Regions from separate parts of the Mus musculus genome. Here all the other regions are linked to region 3. A link is a contact called in public HiCAR-type, HiChIP or PLAC-seq, capture Hi-C and promoter capture Hi-C data. All regions are on one chromosome and are shown on one strand. The core of a region is the stretch at or near the end of the contact, and the rest is flanking DNA. Distances in the headings are between cores, read along the strand shown.

Region 1 (2,700 bases), core at 199-2,698, 2.7 Mb before region 3:
TAGCTTGCTGGACAAAGGAACATTATAAATTTCGAGTATAACCCCCAAAATGGGTATCATTAATAGGAACACAGAAACAATACAAATTTGTTTCTGAAGCTAAACTTGGAAAAGGTCAGAAACTGAGAATAAAAACACTTAAGAGTGAACCAAAAAGCCAGAGGCTGTCCCTCATTAGCTCTCCATGTTGAAAAAGCCACCTGACCTTGTTATAAATGTGTAGGACTGACTCTCCCCATCCCTTTCTCAGTCTCTCTGAGACATGGCCTTATTCTGTAGCCTAGGCATGTTGTATCGTGCAGGGTTTCTGTGGTACTGGCGACTGAACCCAGACAGGCTCTCATGCATGGTAGTAAAGTTTTCTACCTGACTTTTTTGATTAATTCAATGCTATCAATAAATGAAATTAAAACCAGCTCTCTATTTAAAGCAGATAATTTCCTTACGGGATACTGCCTCACCCTTCAGGTTATAAAATCTAAGTGGATCCTAAAAGATTTAAACCCTACTCCTCTTTACAGATGTTGCTTGTTGATTTGCTGCTGTCAACTCAGCAGGGAACAGAAGTCACCTAGTTTTGTATGGTAACATATGGTAACAATGTAATCTGAACCTGCTCACAAAACACTTAAGAATCTAAACACCATAAAGCTAACATGTTTCCATTCTGTATAGAGACTTTTTATGTGGCTATGAAACAACAAACAGAAAACCTCTAACTTTGTAGTAAACTAGATCCCCTGAAGACAGAAACAAGAAATATCTAGTTCATCTACTGCTTTTTACCTGGAGGAACAGCTTTAAAGTAGGGAAACCACTCAACCTTTCTCTAAGTCAGTGATCAACCTGGCTAGTGCTTCTCCATCTCCAGATGTATATAACATGACAGATGATGGGCTCAGTTAGGTGCTGACCATTGACAAATCCCATTCACTTTTACGAAAGTGAATAATTCCTAGTTCATGAAAAGGAACTAGGAATTATGACCTAATTTATAACCATACCTGTTTTAGTAAATTGCAGGAAAGTGTGAAGATATCAAACAGTGATGAGTCTCGGAAAGAAGAGGCTATTTTTCTGTGTTTGGTTAAAGGATGAGTTGTGTCTGCCTGCGTAAGAAAGAATAAACCAATGCAAGTTTTAAAATTACTTGGGGTAGCGGGAGTTCACATAGATTTTAAATAAACCAGAAAGATTTCCAAATAACACAATATAAACACAAAACTCATTTTTATGGCTTATCAGATCAAGTAGGATGATGTGAAGTGGGGGGCAGGGGGGCTCTCTTGTCTATGACCTCAAATTTCTCTATTGTATAGAGGAAGCAAAACTGCACACATTATTGGCATATATTGCTAGCAATTGCTACCATGTCATACCATGGCTTAGTTACAAAACCAGACACAGTAGCAAGGCTGGACTTTGGTAAATTAGCCCATCAGGGCTGAAGCAACTGAATAATTTCAAAATAGCCATCAACAGCCATGAACTTGAATAAAGGAACAGCCTGCAGCCTCACTTCATTCTCTAACCTACTTTAACATGGAAATGAGAACTTGAATGGGTCCAAGGGTCGATCATTTCATTGTTTTTTTTCCCCCCCAGCAGCTACAGAACAGAATGTCCTGTGTTTTTAACACACAGTAGATACTCAACAAGTGGAATAAAAGAATGAAGGTTGTCTATGATACTTGTAATTGTAACCACTCACTGAAAACTTAAATTTCTTCTATTTATTGATCGGTTCATCTAAGAGGGTCTCACTTTGTTTTGGTCACATTGAAGAGTCATATATAGTAAAAGTTTCCATAATGTCACCTCTAGGTTCAAACAGGAATGGTAAAGAGAAGTATATTTTCTGATTTAAATGTGACAACCAATAAGTAATGGAGAATTACTTAGAGAATCAAAATATTCCAATTCTATTGTCCATGTCACTGTGTTATATATGTCTTACATGATGAAGCTATGCTTTTTTGCTTTTGAAACAGGTCTCACTATGTAACCCTGGCTGTCTTAGAACTTGTTATGTAGACCAACCACGCTGTCCTTGACTTCACGGAGATCCCTCCATTGTGCTGGGACTCCAAGCGTGTGCCACCATGTCAGACAATTGCTACTATATATATCTATATATCTATATCTATCTATCTATCTATCTATCTATCTATCTATCTATCTATCTATCTATCTCTCTATCTATCTATCTATAGTTCCATATACTGCTGTACGTAACAAGCACGCTAACTATGTCAATCCAATTTTCATTTTCACCCCTTCTCCTAACGTGGCAACTGAGCTGTAGCACCTGCTGCTTGTAGACAAGTGCTCTCCATGGAGCGATATCCCTTACCCCGATCACTTAAGAAAAACCTAGATAGTTTTCAAAAAATACCAACATTTGTGTATTTGGAGAGTGAGGAAGAAGCACTGAAAGAGAGAACATTAGGCCCATGGTCTTTGTATTTAGTTAATGGATGCTCTCTTCACTGTACTGTAGCAGTAGTTGAATAGTCCATTATTAACACAGGGTTTGGTGTATGACTATCTAGACTCAAATTAAGTTTAACTGTGAAACTGTAAACAAATTATCATATATCTCAGTTTCCTCATCTAAAAAATGGGAGCCACGATACCCACCTCATAAGACTGTTGAGAATAAAATTAGTTAACTTTCATTAAAGAGCTTAGAATGGTGGC
Region 2 (2,700 bases), core at 185-2,684, 2.9 Mb before region 3:
GCTATGTAAGTTTAGGGCTAGCCTGGAATACTTGAGACCTTGTCTCAAACACAAAAGAAGGCATGTGAGTCAGCCAGTGATGGTGGTGTGTGCCTGTATTCAGGCACTCTAGAACAGTGGTTCTCACCCTTCCTAATGCTGTGAGCCTTTAATACAGTTCCCTGTGAGGTGCTGACCCCCAACCGTAAAATGACATTCGTTGCTACTTTGTAACTCAAACCCAGGTCCTTGTGTGCACTACCCCTAAACTATATTCCCAGACTTCTATATCTTTAACAAAAACCACTGCATCCATTTATTTATTTAATTATTGATTTGTTTGTTTGTTTTTTGTTTGTTTGCTTAGGTATGGTGGTGCCTCAGCATGCATGTGGAGATCAGAGAATAACTTCTGCCACTTAGTTCTCTCCTTCCGCTATTTGGGTCCTAGGGGCTGAACTCAGGTCCTCAGGCTCGGGGGGGAGGGGGGGCAACCTGCTGTGCCATCTTGCCAACCCACACGCCTTTGCCTTTTTAAACAAAAATAGCTGTAGGAAGAAATGTTGCTGTTATAATTCTTTTTTTTTTTCAAATCTCTTTAGTCTGAGATTTCATCAAACACTCTCCATGTAGCTCTGGAAAATTCCAGAGTACTTTTTGTGGCAACATGGAAGTGCAATAGACAAATAATGTCCTTCTTAGGTAAAGTATGTTGACCTCGGGGACTCCGTGGAAGGCTCTCAAGGAGCTTTGGACTCTAGAGTTACCCTTTGAAGAGCACTGGTGTAGAAAGATTGCTGTGAACTTGAAGTTGAGCTTCTGGGCCTAGGGCTACACTTTCCTTATCTGTAGATGGAAATTAATGTCCCTTCCCTCCAAAGGGCCAGCCAATTAACCGTGCCAAGTACACAGTAGAGATAGGGAGTTTGGCAGCTTTTTGCTTTCTTGTAGCCTCAGTTTCCTTATTGATGAAACAAAGACCTGAGCTGGAGCACCCCCAAGGCTCTTCCAACTCCAACTGTGGCCGTGCAGTGTGAAACGGTCCACACTTCCCACTCCGGCGGTTACCCTTTCCCTTTTCAGCTCACAGGCACAAAAGCACGCTGTGTTCCTCAGCTGATGCAAACAAGCTCGCACCCCCAAGCTCCCAATCTCTCATGCCAACCTGGATGTACATGAGTCACTTGCGACATACCCCTTAGTTCTACGCCCCCTCACAACCAAGACACACACACAGGTGCACCGTAGGTCCACAGATCCATGTGCACCCTGCATAGACACAATTCTTATACAAATGCATTCTCTGCACACACAACTCTGGAGATCAGACACAGAGCCTGGTGGCCTGGTAGGGCACGCTGCGGACGGGTGCAACCACTCCATCCTTTGGCTGCTCTCCCGCGGGCGCCGGGCCTGGGCCTCCCCGCTCCGCCCCCACGCGCGCCCCCGCCGCCTGCGCCGCAGTCCGCGTCCACCAGCCCCGGCAGCCAGTAGTTGCGGTCCCAGTTCCGCGCAGCGCTCCGGAGCTGAAAGGACTGCAATCAGCGCCCGAGGTCAGGAGGAATAGGTGGCGCCTAGAGAGCGGGTGGCACCAGAGTTGCGGCAGCCCGGAGGTGGAAGCTCTCGAGAGGGGCAGAACAGCCTGCAGGGAGCAGCGGGGCGCCGGCAGGCTGGTGTGGGGGGAGACCCTGCAGGAGTCATGGCCGGGCTACGAGCCAGGCGGGGCCCTGGGCGCAGGCTACTGGTGTTGTCCACGCTGGGTTTTTGCCTAATGCTGCAAGTCAGTGCCAAGAGACCTCCTAAGACGCCCCCCTGCCCACCCAGCTGCTCCTGCACCAGGGACACCGCCTTCTGCGTGGACTCTAAGTCGGTGCCCAAGAACCTGCCTTCAGAGGTCATCTCCCTGTGAGTGTCTACCTAGCCTTGGGGGTGGGGAAAGGAAAGAAGGCACAGAAAGCTCTGGAAGAGAGAAACCCTGCTCCTCTTTTGAGAGGATATGGACCAGGAGCACTCCCAGGTATCCTCAGAACTGGAGACTCCAGGCCCCAGTCTGCAGGGAGCGCTGCAATCTGTACAGCAGCCATAGCTTGGGTAAACCAGAATTCATGGCCAAGGATGAATCATCACCATCAGCAGCGCAATGAGACCTACTGTGTGTGGGTTGGAGGGAGTGTCTACAAGAGCATGCTGGCCCCACCCTGTGAGGTCACACCAAGGACAGAAAGCAGGACTAATAGCAGCAGGGGGAGGGGTGACAAGTATGCTTGCCCTCGTGGTACCTTGGCATGGACCAGACTCCTGCCACTGGGTCTGCTATTGTGCACACAGCTGGGCCAGCCTCACTTGCAGCAACTGGCCCATGACTCCCACCCCTTTGCCTGTGGGGCTAGAGAGACTGTGAGGTCCCCCTTCTTGCTGCCCCATCTCTCAGCAGCACCAAGACATTGTGGGTGTTGGGTAATGGTGCTGATGCTGGTAATGGAACCTGCTCTTGGCTGAGAGGGAAGGTGAGCCTCGGGCCACTGTCGCTTCTGGAGGCAGCAGGGGGAGAAGAATGGAGGACATTGAGTTTTGGGGAAGAAAGGGTAGCTGCAGGTGGGGGCTAGGGCTGCTGAACACAGAAGCCACTGCCCTGTCCACCTCTGTCCACAGTACAGGTCCTTCAGACACTTACACAGTCTTGGCTCCTGTGTTCCCTGCAGGACGCTGGTGAATGCTGCC
Region 3 (2,700 bases), core at 61-2,560:
ACTGCTATTATATATCCAAAAATTTTATAGGGTATTAGTGGCCTGTTTCTTTACAGTAATTTTCATTAGATCATTAAAAAACAAACAAACAAAAACAAAAACTCTCCTTACTACTTGTACCATGGACACAAACGACTGATTTTAAGTCAAAACTAAAATTACCCAAGTGACAATAGGTATTAAAAAGTGTTAGTGAAAAACGAAGCAGCACCCGCTGTTAGTATTCATAGGTATCAAATGTCAGAAGCCCTAAAAAGGCAAAAAGAAAACTTAGGCAAAAATTATATTTATATTTAAAAGAATATTACTGTACATCACTTTTAAAAATTGAATCCAGTGACAGCATCACTCAGTGCTAACCGGGGATGTGGTAACACAAAGGTTACCTATTTTGTAGGGATGGGAGCAAATTCCTATGTTTTGGTTCCAGTTTCACTTATTCAGAAGTACCCACAAAGAGGCTGATAAAAGTCAACTGTTGGGTTACATGGGAACAGCCACAATAGCAATTACTTTCACCTGGAATATTTGTTACAATAATAAAATCACCAGCCAGAAACTACTCCCAGTATACTGTTGTCTTCTCTCTCCAGACCCCAAGGTGTTCACCTGCCAACACCGAAGGCCATTTGTAGGCAAGGGAGTTTGTAAAAGAAAAGGGCTTTTAAAAAATGAAGATGCTTACAGTTGCTGGACTTAGTCCAAGTGCTGTTCAGCCTAGAAACGAAAGTAGGAAACAACAGAGGTTTAGGCTTGTTATGATGTCAGCCATTTTAGGCACAGTATTTATACTGGAAAAAAAGTGCCAAACTCGGTGGTGGCGGTGCCTGTCGCTGCAGGTTCCCGGGCTACCAAGCCAAGTGCAAAGCCGCGGGACCTCGTACACCTGTGCAACTGTCCCCTCGGGGGTCGCCAGGGCCAGGACCCCGCCCCGCTCGCTGCACACACACACACCACGGTACCCGGGAGCGGAGGACCGTCCGGGAAACCGTCCCCGCCGCCGGGACCCCGCCCGCGACCCCAGCCAGGACCTTGCAATCCACCGCCACGGCATCCGGAGGGACGATGAGCGCCTCCTCGCTGCTCTTGGGCTCGTCCTTCTTGGCCTCCTTCTGGGCCAGCGCCGAGTTGAACGTCACCTTCACCATGGTGCGGCCTGGGGCGCCCTAGGCGGCGACGGCGAAGGCTGGGGTCGCGGCTGGCAGGATCCCGGCTGCGAAGGCAGCCTTGTCGGCCGAGCTCAGGGCACGACTCTGCAGCGGAGGAGCGGACTGCGCGACAGCAGCAGCGGCTCAGTGCAGCGCGGTTTCCGGCCTCGCAGCTGGGGCGCGGGCGCAGGGCGGGGGCCCGGAGGGGCGGGGCCTTGAGCGGGGCGGGGCCTGGCTTCACGCCAGACCCTCCCTGGTTCCCCCCACCCCCACCCAGGACTCAGCGGGAATCTGGCCAGGCTTTGTGGAGGGCGCGCCTGGTTGAGCTAGGACTTGTTGCCCCTCTGGGCTGCCTGGATTTTCCGGTTCTGAATTTGCTTCCAACTAGTTCTCCTCAGGGGCCCAGTGTTGCAAGTTGATAAGAAAATGGGGTGAACTCTGTCGGTTGGCTACGTAGGATAAGTTAACTTCTGGTAGCACCAAATTCTCTTTGATTGTGAGCCCAAAGGCCATGGAATTTTTGTGTGAGAAAAACAAACAAACAAACCCAAAAGCTCCGTTTAATCATTTATTAGTAAGCGACTTAGTAGAGCATAGGAATATTTGAAGCACTGTGTCCTAGTGTCCTGGTGATCTGACTTATCTCCCACAGACCTCACCCTAAGGTGTTGCCTGGTTGACTAAGCTGGTCTTTTCTTCCTCCCTCAGAGGTCAGTTCCTGCCCAGCCTAATCTCAAGCCAATGACCAGGAACCCTCTTCATCCATTTGTATTCCTAAAATTCTAAACTGGTAAAACAAAATGTACCAACCGAGCTCATTTGTATAAGCAAGCCAAAACAAAACAAAACAAAAAACCATATTTGCCTTAGGCCAATCTGTGATTTGTGACAACGTACTTAGGACAAGTTCTTATTTTTCTTCAAAATAAAAAATTCTCCTTTTTTGAAGAGGTTTTTGCTTCTGGTTGACAGAAGACATTGGCCCACACACTGGGTTTACAGCCATGTCTCCAGATGGTCCTTTGGTCAAATGACTGATCCTGTAGCCTTCTCCATATCCTCTCCTTGTCCACCTACAGGAGTGTCTGTTGGCCAGAAGGATTCTGCTGTGTGAGCTCTGGCCTAGGCCAACCTTGAAGACAGCAGTTGAGACCAGAGTTCTTGAGCCCCTGGCTCTATTCAAGGAGGGAATTATCTTTATTTCTTTTTATTTTTAAATATTTAATTTTTATGCCTATGATTTTTTTTTTTTTTTTTTTTTTTTTTTTTTGCCTACATGTACCTGTGCCTAAGGAAGTCAGAAAAATGAGTCAAGTCCCGTGGAACTGGGGTTACAAATGGTTGAGAACCGCCATGCGGTTGCTGGGAACCAAGCCTTGGGTCTTCTGGAAGAGCAACAAATGCTTTTAACTGCCGAGCCGTCTCTCCATTCCCATATTTCTATTTTTGCCTCTGGGACTGAGTAGGACTCCGTTTCATGAAAGAGAAGGTGAGGGGGTGGATGGTTTTATAAATAGAGAAAAAAAAAGTAAGCAGAGGAAAGCAGATTGTC
Region 4 (2,700 bases), core at 120-2,619, 2.9 Mb before region 3:
GGAATGTTTCAATCCTGGAGGAAACTGTTATACAACAGCACCACATGGGTACAGTGTCAGCAGGGACCAGAAAGGGACAATGGGATGCCCTTGAGCTGGAGTTAAAGATGGTTCTGAGCTGGGACTAGAACTTGAGTTCTTTGCAAGTGTTCTTCTGAGCCATCTCCCCAGCCCCTAAAACATATTTGTGGTCCTTGGTTGTATCAGTAGGTACAGAGGGGTCAACCAGAGGCTCCTTATTTTCTTCCGTGTATCCTCCAAATGTCTCTCCTACTCCTTAGAAGTCTGCAGACTCTTTGCAGGGGCAGAGACTGTCACCATGAGAAAGATAGCAACTCTTACTACTTGCCTGACATTTCTCAGGTGCCAAGCCCAGAGCTAAGTGATTTACATAATGATCTCATTCCACGATAACAATAAACTTGTATTATCAGCCCACTTCACAAATGAGACAGTCGCTGACCGAGGTCACCTAGCTGGAAAACTATAGAGATGAAATTGTTCCTATCTCCATCAGATTACAAAAACTGTCCTTTTTATCATTGTATTGTCTCTTGGTCACTGTTGCTTCCATCAAATTCCCTTGAGTTTTTTTTTTTTTTGGGGGGGGGGGGGAGGGGACTCCAACCGCCCTCAGTTCTAGGTTGTAGACAAGCCTCCGGCTGATGGTCCTTTCTGACTGCAATCTCAGGGCTTTGCTGGCCTGAGCCTGGAGGGTGGTTGGGATGAGAACACTCAAAGCTCTGTGTATCCTTCCACCCTCCACATTCTTGCCTCTGTGCATCCCTCCCTATTTTACAACGCCTCTCTCCCACTCCTTTACTTAGGGACTCTTAAGCTGCTAGAAGATTCTCCTTGGACACTCCAGAGTCTCTAAAGCTGCTGGGCTGGTTTCTCTTGATAAGAGTTGGTAAGAAAATTGTGCGGTGCATCAGTGAAGGTCTCCCAGGAGACACCTAGACTGAGGATAAGGTCCCACCAACCCCAGCTCTGACACTTCTTTTGAGACCCTTCCCTTACCCAGCCTCCTGAGCCCGTGGGTTAAGCTCCACCCCTCTCTGAGCACCTTAAAGTTTGGGGGCTGAATTCCAAGTAGGAGGTGTGTTGAACGGACTTCAGGAGGCATCTTGCCCTGGAAGAATGGGGGAAAGGTGGCAGAAGCTACAGCTGCTGCCTCCAAGGACATCTGTATAGCTCCCAGGGGACCCTCTGCCCTTTCCCCCTCCCACAAGCCTGGGCGAGCAGGGACCAAGCTTGCTTGTTATCACCTGACGCTGAGCAGCCACTGATCCCATTGGTGGAGCCAGATTCGGTCTGGCTCTCCTGTTCCTTCTCGATTTCTCTGCCTCTCTCTCCTCCACGCTGCTTTGATTTCGCTCTTGCCTCTCTTCTTGCGCGCTTACTCGCTGGGTTCCCAGCAACGCCGCCGTTTTCTTGCCGGGAGCAGTAGCTATAGCTGCAGAGCCAGACAGGCGCTGCCTGTGGGGCATGGAAGCCGACTTCCCAGTAGCCCAGAGAGGAGCGAGCGAGCCCCGCTGCCTGTGACCCCAGGCGTCAGGCTGCTGTCCCCTGCCTGGAGAGATCATCATCTATCTACACAGAGTCTCTCCCTTCCTTCTCTTCCAAGTATCCCTCTGCAGGGCCGGCTGAAGCCAGGTAAGTGCGCTTCTCCCCCCCAAACCATCCTGCCTATTCTGGGAGGTTAAGAGCTGCGGCCACCAGGGTCTCGCCACTGTCCTGGCTGTCCACCTGGGTTGCCAGGCCTGGCGACCTTGTCCCCTTTCCCCTAAGTCCTTGGCAAAGAGCTTAACAGCTGGATCTGGTCTCCGGGGCGACACAGTTAGTTACCCCGTGACCATTCTGCGCAGTCGGCAAAGCCAAAAGGTTCAGCCGGGTGGGGGAGCCTTCCCTCTGGCATGCCAGTAGCTTTTTGAAATGGGCTTGGGGAAGGGGGCCCGGTGTGTACAACGTGTCTGCATGGTTGGGAGGAGGCTGGAGGCTAGCTTGCGTAGATAGGTCTGTCTCTACGCAGTTAGATTCCTTTAGGGTTTCTGACCGGCTTGTAGCATGTTTCAGAACATTTTTCCGCGTGAGGTACATGTGTGCGGGGGCAGCATTTATCCGAGTAGCCTGTGGGTATATGTGGCAGGGGCCCCAAGAGCCAGTATTTTTAGGGGGTGGACATGTCACTTGTCATGTGGGTGGGAGTACATGTTGAGGGAGTACTGTAGCAACCAGGCTGTTTCTATGTGGGGAGGGGCAACTTTGAAGCAGTAGGAGGTGGGTAGGTGGGAAGTGTGGCACAGACCTCTGGCTGTGGGTAGACTTGAGTAGGTGTGCAAACCTGTTGGCCTGTGAAGAATCAGGCTGACCCAGTGTGGCCAAGGAGCAAACATGTTTTCAAAGTCTGTGTCTTGGAACCTACAAAAGGCAATGCCAGAATCCAGGCAAGGATTGACGGGCGCTCAGATATACATGTGTGCACAGGCAGCCATGTGGGTTGCCTGTCCTCTTGTGGGAAGTGGCATGCATATGTGTTGGTGCCCGTGGCTTCCTCGTTTCCTCAAATATGGCTTGTGACAATGAGGGACACATGCATGTGGGTATGTATAGATGTGAGCACGGGCAGGTTGGCATGAAGGCGACAGCTCTCGAAGGGGAAATACTGGGGCATTCTTAGAATGTGCAAGGTGGAGGGGG
Region 5 (2,700 bases), core at 194-2,693, 2.8 Mb before region 3:
ACCTCACGTAGATTTCCTCTTCAGGGAGTTTGCATCAGCATCGGGGAGAAGAAAGGCTGAGACCAGTCCCGGAGGGCTGAGATCGCCTGCCAGTCAAGTCTACAGAGCACAGATGTGGTTTTGTGGTGCTGGGAATTGAACTCAGGGCCTTGTGTATGCTAGGTAAATACTCTACCGCTGAGCTATACTCCCCAGTTTCACGGTGTGTGTGTTCTTGTATGTGCAGGTGTGCTCTATGGACTATGGCTTTGAGACCCTACCTGGAGAACAGGTGGGCTGCCTGGTGACGGTGTTCAGATAGTGCATGGCTTCTCCCAAGCTCTCTTGGCTTCTCAACAAGTATGGAAAAGGAGGGCTGTTACAGACCTACTGTACAGATGAGGACATTGAGGCCACCCAGGGCACAGAGCACGTCAGTCAGCAGAGGCTGGATGTCTGGCTTTTAAACTCCAGAGCTTTGTCAGTACCATCAAGCCACTGTCCCCCAAAGGAGGTACACAGAGCCAGCAGTGGGGGAGGAAAGGGAAGTCTGGGATGGGGTGAGGAGCCCAGACTTGGCCTGCTTTGTGGATTCCTCTCAGCTGGCCCTGCCTTCCTGTCCTGAGTGGAGGTTAAAGAAGCTCAGAGGAAGAAAGGTCAGGCTGGGAGAGAAGCAGGAGCTGGCCAAAACAACCCACACCCTGTTCCTCATGACCAGGCCCTGGACGCTGGGTAGGAGGGCACCACCCCTGCCCTCTAAAGATGGAGTCTGTTTCAGAAGCCTGGGAAAAGCATTGGGCACAGGATCGGATGCAGGCTACAGTGCTGACTTCAATCTCCCTTTCATTCATCCCCCCCCCCCTTAGCTTCTTCTCATCCCCAGCCTTGTCCCACCTTGACCACCTGTCCCATCCCTCCTCTGAGGCTTGTCAATCACGTTCCCCATCCCCCACCCCACCCCCAAACCAATCCTTTAGCCTCGGACTCTTAAAATGCCCTGTGTCCATCGACCTAGACAGATCAGAATTTCTAACGCAACGTTATGTGCCTGAGCCATACCACATTCAGAGCATTTTAACGAAGTCAGAAAGTTATTTGGGGCCTATTCGTCGTGAGCACTTCTGTGGTTCGTTTATGATAAAAGCTGGACAGTGGGAGCGAACGGCGGAGTCTGGGCTTCCGTAATGTCATCGGACGAGTGACGCCATCGACCCTGGTCACAGTGGTGTTCATCACCCTACAGGCAGGATGACATCACCGTCGGAACCCGCGCGGACAAGTGCGTGCTGGGTGAATTAGCTAATCGCTAGGGAGAGTGTGAAGTGAGGCTGAAACCCAGGAGAGGAGGGGGCAGAGGGAGGATCCCGGCGCCCCGCCCTCCCGATAACCGCTGCGAGCTGGCCAATCCGGGCAGGCCGCAGTGACGCGCAGCCTATCAGCGACCAGGTCTCTCCCGGAGGTTCCGTGTTAGTCTTGGCCCTCAAGTCAGGGGAGGGGGCGAGGGCGCCGCGGCCCACCGCAGCTCAGGTCCCGGCCGCTTGCCTCCGGGGGTCTGGCAGGTCCCGGCTTGCCACCTCCCCGGAGACTTGATGGCCACGGAGGGCCTGGCAGGGGCGCTTGCCACCGTGCTGGGGGGAAAGGGGTTGCTGGTGCAGAGCTGTGACTCGGAGCCGGCTGGGAAGCCGCTGTTTCCCGTGCGGCTGCGGAAGAATGTCTGCTACGTGGTGCTGGCCGTGTTCCTCAACGAGCAGGTGAGCGTCCGACCGGCCGCTGGCCTTCGGCTGGTCTCGGGAGCGTGCCGCCTGCCCTGATCTGAACAGGCGAGCCAACGGCCGCTGCCTGTATGTGGCGCTTCCCAATGTTGCAAAGCACTCTCAACACTAGCAGCTGAGCTGAGATCGTCCTTCTGTAGACTCTATAATATGGAAGGAGAAGCCGAGGTCCCGGGGCGGTTTATCTCATCCACTAGACCTCGCCCCCCACCAGGAGAGGCCTGTAATATGCCCCCTTCCTTTCCAGGAGTCTAGACTCTCCCGGCGCCTCGGGAGAGTAATGGGGAGCTTACATGCAGGCCTCCGATCCTGTGAGAGTTCTTTTTAGTGATCACTTCTGCACAAGTCAGCGTTATAAAATCCTGGCCAAGAAGGGGTAGGTTGGTATAGGGGTGGAGCTAAGTTTCAAAGCCTCAGACCCTAGATTGAGGACTTGACACAGGCGGTTTGTAAGTCCCATGGGAACAAGAGCAAGACAGTGGCATAAATGAGTCAGTATAGGAGTGGTGGCAACCTTCAGGAGGAAGCCTCCTAGAGCAACGCCCAAGGTCCTCAGCCCCTTTCTACAACAGAAGTCCCTCTGGGTTTGAGTTACAGCAAAGCGGAGACAGCCACTGCTTTCAGCCATATCAGGGCCTGACTCCTGAGGATCCAGCATCCTAAAGGTGTCTGTCTACCAAGAAGGGAGCTTTGGGCTGCCATCCAGGTAGGGGCTACTCTTCTGAAGCCCCCAGACTGGCTGGGTAGGAGTGAAGATTGTCTCACTTCCCTCCCTCCCAGGATGAGGTGTTGATGATACAGGAGGCCAAGAGGGAATGCCGGGGGACATGGTACCTCCCTGCAGGAAGAATGGAACCAGGAGAAACCATCGTGGAGGCCATGCAGCGGGAGGTGAAGGAGGAGGCAGGGCTGCTCTGTGAGCCAGTGACACTGCTGTCCGTGGAGGAGA
Region 6 (2,700 bases), core at 198-2,697, 2.7 Mb before region 3:
AGGCAGCCCCTTCCCACTGAAAAGGCATTTACCTTAAAAAAAGAAAAGTCCCCAGTGGATGGGAGAGAAACAGGCCTCTGGCCTGGGAAAGCCAGACCATCTCTCCCCAGAGCGGTTCTGGACCAGTGCATTTTAATAGCTGCAGTCTTATGGAGAATCACAAAAAAGGGACAGGGCCTCGCCTGGAGCTGGGGGCTGAGACTTGGGGGTGGGAGGTGGAGGGGTGGAGAGGTAAGCCCTGAATTCCACTCCAAACAAACCTCTAGGCTTGACCTAGGAACCCTAGAGGTAACGGGTCTACTTGGTTGGATAGTCCAACCATATGGAGACCCTGGCCACCTATAGTCCAAACATGTGGGTAAGAGTAGACGGTGGACGGTACATGTGGGTTTCGAACCCAAACCCTTCAGGTATCTGCACGGACAAACCTTACCTGAGCGCTTGCCTCCACTGGCTGCTAACTGCCTGGGGCCCTCTGAAACCCAGCACAGAGGGATGGCAAGGGTAGAGACCCAGGAGTGTTGTTAGAAAGGTTTGAGAGGCAAACCTCAGTCTATTCCCCATTCTGGTTCAGTCTGTTTTCCAACCCACCTTCTGAACTGATCCTCCAAACCTTAACAGTTGCTTGGTTAGGGGAGGCCAGTCCTGCCTCTCCTCCTTCGAGGTGAGGTGGGAAAGGTTGGGGGTTGGGGGCTAGGCAGGGGTGCCTACCTGTGTTTGACAGCAGAGAATCAATAGCTGCAAGCACCTGTTTGGGAAGACAAGGCAGCTCAAGGTGTGGGCACCCCAGGGCACCCCCATCCCCCACCTTTGTCTTGTCCCACCTGCCCCGGGATGGAGGTATAATATTCCTGGGGCTGGAAATGGCAAAAAAGAACTCCGGGCGCAGGCAGCACACTTACAGGGTAAGGTTAGGCAGCAGGCGGGCGGCTCCCATCGCTGGAGAGACTTCTTGGGGCGATTGCCCCTCTGCTCCCCAAACTCAGGAGCGGATGTGGCCAGGCCCCTGAGGTAGAGTCCCAGAGAAGCCAAGGTTTCTCGGAGCCACAGGTTTTCAGGAATGAAAGGAGATGGAGGGAAGGGGAAGGCTAGCCGAGGGGGGAATGAAGGGGAGGCGTAATTGAGAGACTGAGGTGCGAGGTGTCCACCTTCCGGGCCAGTGGGGCTGCGAAGCCGGAGCTGGTCCGATTGGCGTACTCGCTCTCTTGGGCTACTGGCTTCGGGCAGAGGTCCCCGGGCGCAAAGGATTGGAGCTGCGAGAGCGTCCTCTATCAGGAGGCTGGCCCCTACGATCTCTCTTGATTTATTCCTGACCCGCACCAACCTGCCGGTCTCCGTGAAGTGCGGGGCCAGCGGCAAGCACAGGGAGGGAGGCGCCTTGCCCTCCCCTTCCTCAGGGTCAGCAGCTCCCGCCCTCAGGTTTGATGCGGCAACCTCATCTCCTTAAGAATGAGCTGCAGGTACCGAGCTGGGGCTGGGGGTCTCGAATTCTGGCTCGGGTGGGAATTCCCAGAAGCAGCCTTAAAAGGAGGAGCCTCCCTCCAGGGAGCAGGGGTGGGCTTGGCTTGAGCGGCTGCTGGCTCAGCTTCTCTGCTGTCACCCCTTGCCACTAGGAAGGAGGGGTAAGGCTGTGAACAGTGGGTGCAACAGGTTGAGGCCAGAGATGGGGAGTCAGGTGCAGCTCTTGAAAGATCTCAATGCTCACAAAAACTGGTTTGAAATGGAGATCCGAAGACGAGTGGGAGTCACTTTTGCCTGGGCCCTCGTAGTCTATTTTTGTTTTTTAAAGGTGGGTGGTGTGGTCAGCTATTGGAGTACTGGAGGACCAAATGAAATGACAGTGAGTCAGTGAGGAAATCCCTAAGATGTCTGGGCCTTATTTGGGGGGTTGACACCCAGCCCTAGGTTCTCAGCCCCAATTCACCAGTGTCCCCAAGCAGTTGCCTGGAATGCAGTGTCCAGCAGTATGGACATATGACCACTAGTCTCATGTAGCTGGCTACCCAAGTCAGCTATACTGACTGCAGTTTGCTGATAGGAAATTGGCGGATTGGGAGGTAGCCGGCTCAGAATAAGCCAGCTGGTGAGTGAAGGGGCCACAGTCCCAGAATCTAGGCTCTTCCTGTTCCTTGGAATTGCGACTTCACCCTCCACGTCCCAGCCTGCCACTGGCTTTATTTTTATTTTAGCGCTCAGAGACCTTGATAGATTTTTTTTTTTCCTCTTCTCCCATCTTCTACCTGAGACAGGGTCTCACCATGTAGCATCAACTGACCTAGAATTCACTGTGTAGACCAGGCTTGCCTCCAGTTCACAGACCCACCTGCCTCTCTCCTGAGCGCTGTGATTAAAGGTGTGCTCCAGTGCATTTGACAGGCTTAAGTGGACTGTAATATGACAGGCAGCCGGGGATGTGAAGGCTGGTGACCAGTTCTCTCCTTACAGACAGGTGGGTGGTGCTGAGCTGAAAGGAGGGGCGATCTGGGGAGTCTAAACTCTGGCTCCCTTTCCCTGAGTTCACAGAGCAGCACAGGTGGACTTATTTGCCTTCTCACCTTCCTGAGTTCCAGCAAGCCACAAAGTGGTCTGCCACCCTGCACTTCCCCTGCGCCCCAACTCCCAGCAAGCTCATAGATACCTCCCCCTGTCCCCTAAACAGGGCCTTTAGCCAGGTCTAGCAGGGGCCTTTAGAGCTCCGCC

What was found. Promoter capture Hi-C pulls out the DNA fragments that hold promoters and counts their contacts. HiCAR-type assays count read pairs that join an accessible place to other places. HiChIP or PLAC-seq counts read pairs in DNA pulled down with a chosen protein or histone mark. Capture Hi-C pulls out chosen DNA fragments and counts their contacts.
Region 1: a contact with region 3 is called in a promoter capture Hi-C map of liver, with 5 times the contacts expected there. The contact joins the enhancer-like site here to the promoter of Itm2b in region 3. A contact is called at or near these places in 4 of 39 promoter capture datasets (embryonic stem cells, hippocampal neurons and liver) and 1 of 115 datasets of contacts at active chromatin or transcription factors (astrocytes).
Region 2: an H3K4me3 HiChIP or PLAC-seq map of embryonic forebrain shows a contact between it and region 3, with 8 times the contacts expected there. The contact joins the promoter of Lgi3 here to the promoter of Itm2b in region 3. A contact is called at or near these places in 2 of 39 promoter capture datasets (the 3T3-L1 cell line and liver) and 1 of 115 datasets of contacts at active chromatin or transcription factors (embryonic forebrain).
Region 4: a HiCAR-type map of astrocytes shows a contact between it and region 3, with 4 times the contacts expected there. The contact joins the promoter of Phyhip here to the promoter of Itm2b in region 3. A contact is called at or near these places in 1 of 39 promoter capture datasets (pre-B cells) and 1 of 115 datasets of contacts at active chromatin or transcription factors (astrocytes).
Region 5: a HiCAR-type map of astrocytes shows a contact between it and region 3, with 7 times the contacts expected there. The contact joins the promoter of Nudt18 here to the promoter of Itm2b in region 3. A contact is called at or near these places in 3 of 39 promoter capture datasets (cranial neural crest, liver and pre-B cells), 3 of 115 datasets of contacts at active chromatin or transcription factors (astrocytes, large pre-B cells and pro-B cells) and 2 of 9 other capture datasets (adipose tissue and embryonic stem cells).
Region 6: a contact with region 3 is called in a capture Hi-C map of embryonic tail, with 4 times the contacts expected there. The contact joins the promoter of Fgf17 here to the promoter of Itm2b in region 3. A contact is called at or near these places in 3 of 39 promoter capture datasets (cranial neural crest, hippocampal neurons and pre-B cells), 3 of 115 datasets of contacts at active chromatin or transcription factors (astrocytes and embryonic stem cells) and 2 of 9 other capture datasets (embryonic stem cells and embryonic tail).

Annotation. Positions count from the first base shown.
Region 1 is chr14:70,697,938-70,700,637 of GRCm38.p6, forward strand. Xpo7 (exportin 7) reads right to left here. Exons shown (of 28, transcript NM_001359888.1): 6 at 1,005-1,109. Among named protein-coding and RNA genes, the nearest start is that of Xpo7, 8.7 kb to the right of the region's middle. Within about 2 kb of position 1,449, at least 2 of the 459 cell types and tissues checked have an H3K27ac peak or open chromatin away from gene starts, as enhancers often do. A contact at or near this core is called in liver, where this site is marked.
Region 2 is chr14:70,529,387-70,532,086 of GRCm38.p6, forward strand. Lgi3 (leucine-rich repeat LGI family, member 3) reads left to right here and starts at 1,435. Exons shown (of 8, transcript NM_145219.4): 1 at 1,435-1,884; 2 at 2,682-2,700. The coding sequence starts at 1,679.
Region 3 is chr14:73,383,979-73,386,678 of GRCm38.p6, forward strand. Itm2b (integral membrane protein 2B) reads right to left here and starts at 1,311. Exons shown (of 6, transcript NM_008410.3): 1 at 1,032-1,311. The coding sequence starts at 1,148.
Region 4 is chr14:70,456,148-70,458,847 of GRCm38.p6, forward strand. It overlaps Phyhip (phytanoyl-CoA hydroxylase interacting protein), which reads left to right and starts at 1,370. Exons shown (of 5, transcript NM_145981.3): 1 at 1,370-1,656.
Region 5 is chr14:70,576,381-70,579,080 of GRCm38.p6, forward strand. It overlaps Nudt18 (nudix (nucleoside diphosphate linked moiety X)-type motif 18), which reads left to right and starts at 1,444. Exons shown (of 3, transcript NM_153136.5): 1 at 1,444-1,730; 2 at 2,532-2,700. The coding sequence starts at 1,569.
Region 6 is chr14:70,640,821-70,643,520 of GRCm38.p6, forward strand. Fgf17 (fibroblast growth factor 17) reads right to left here and starts at 1,448. Exons shown (of 5, transcript NM_001360108.1): 1 at 903-1,448; 2 at 712-748. The coding sequence starts at 937.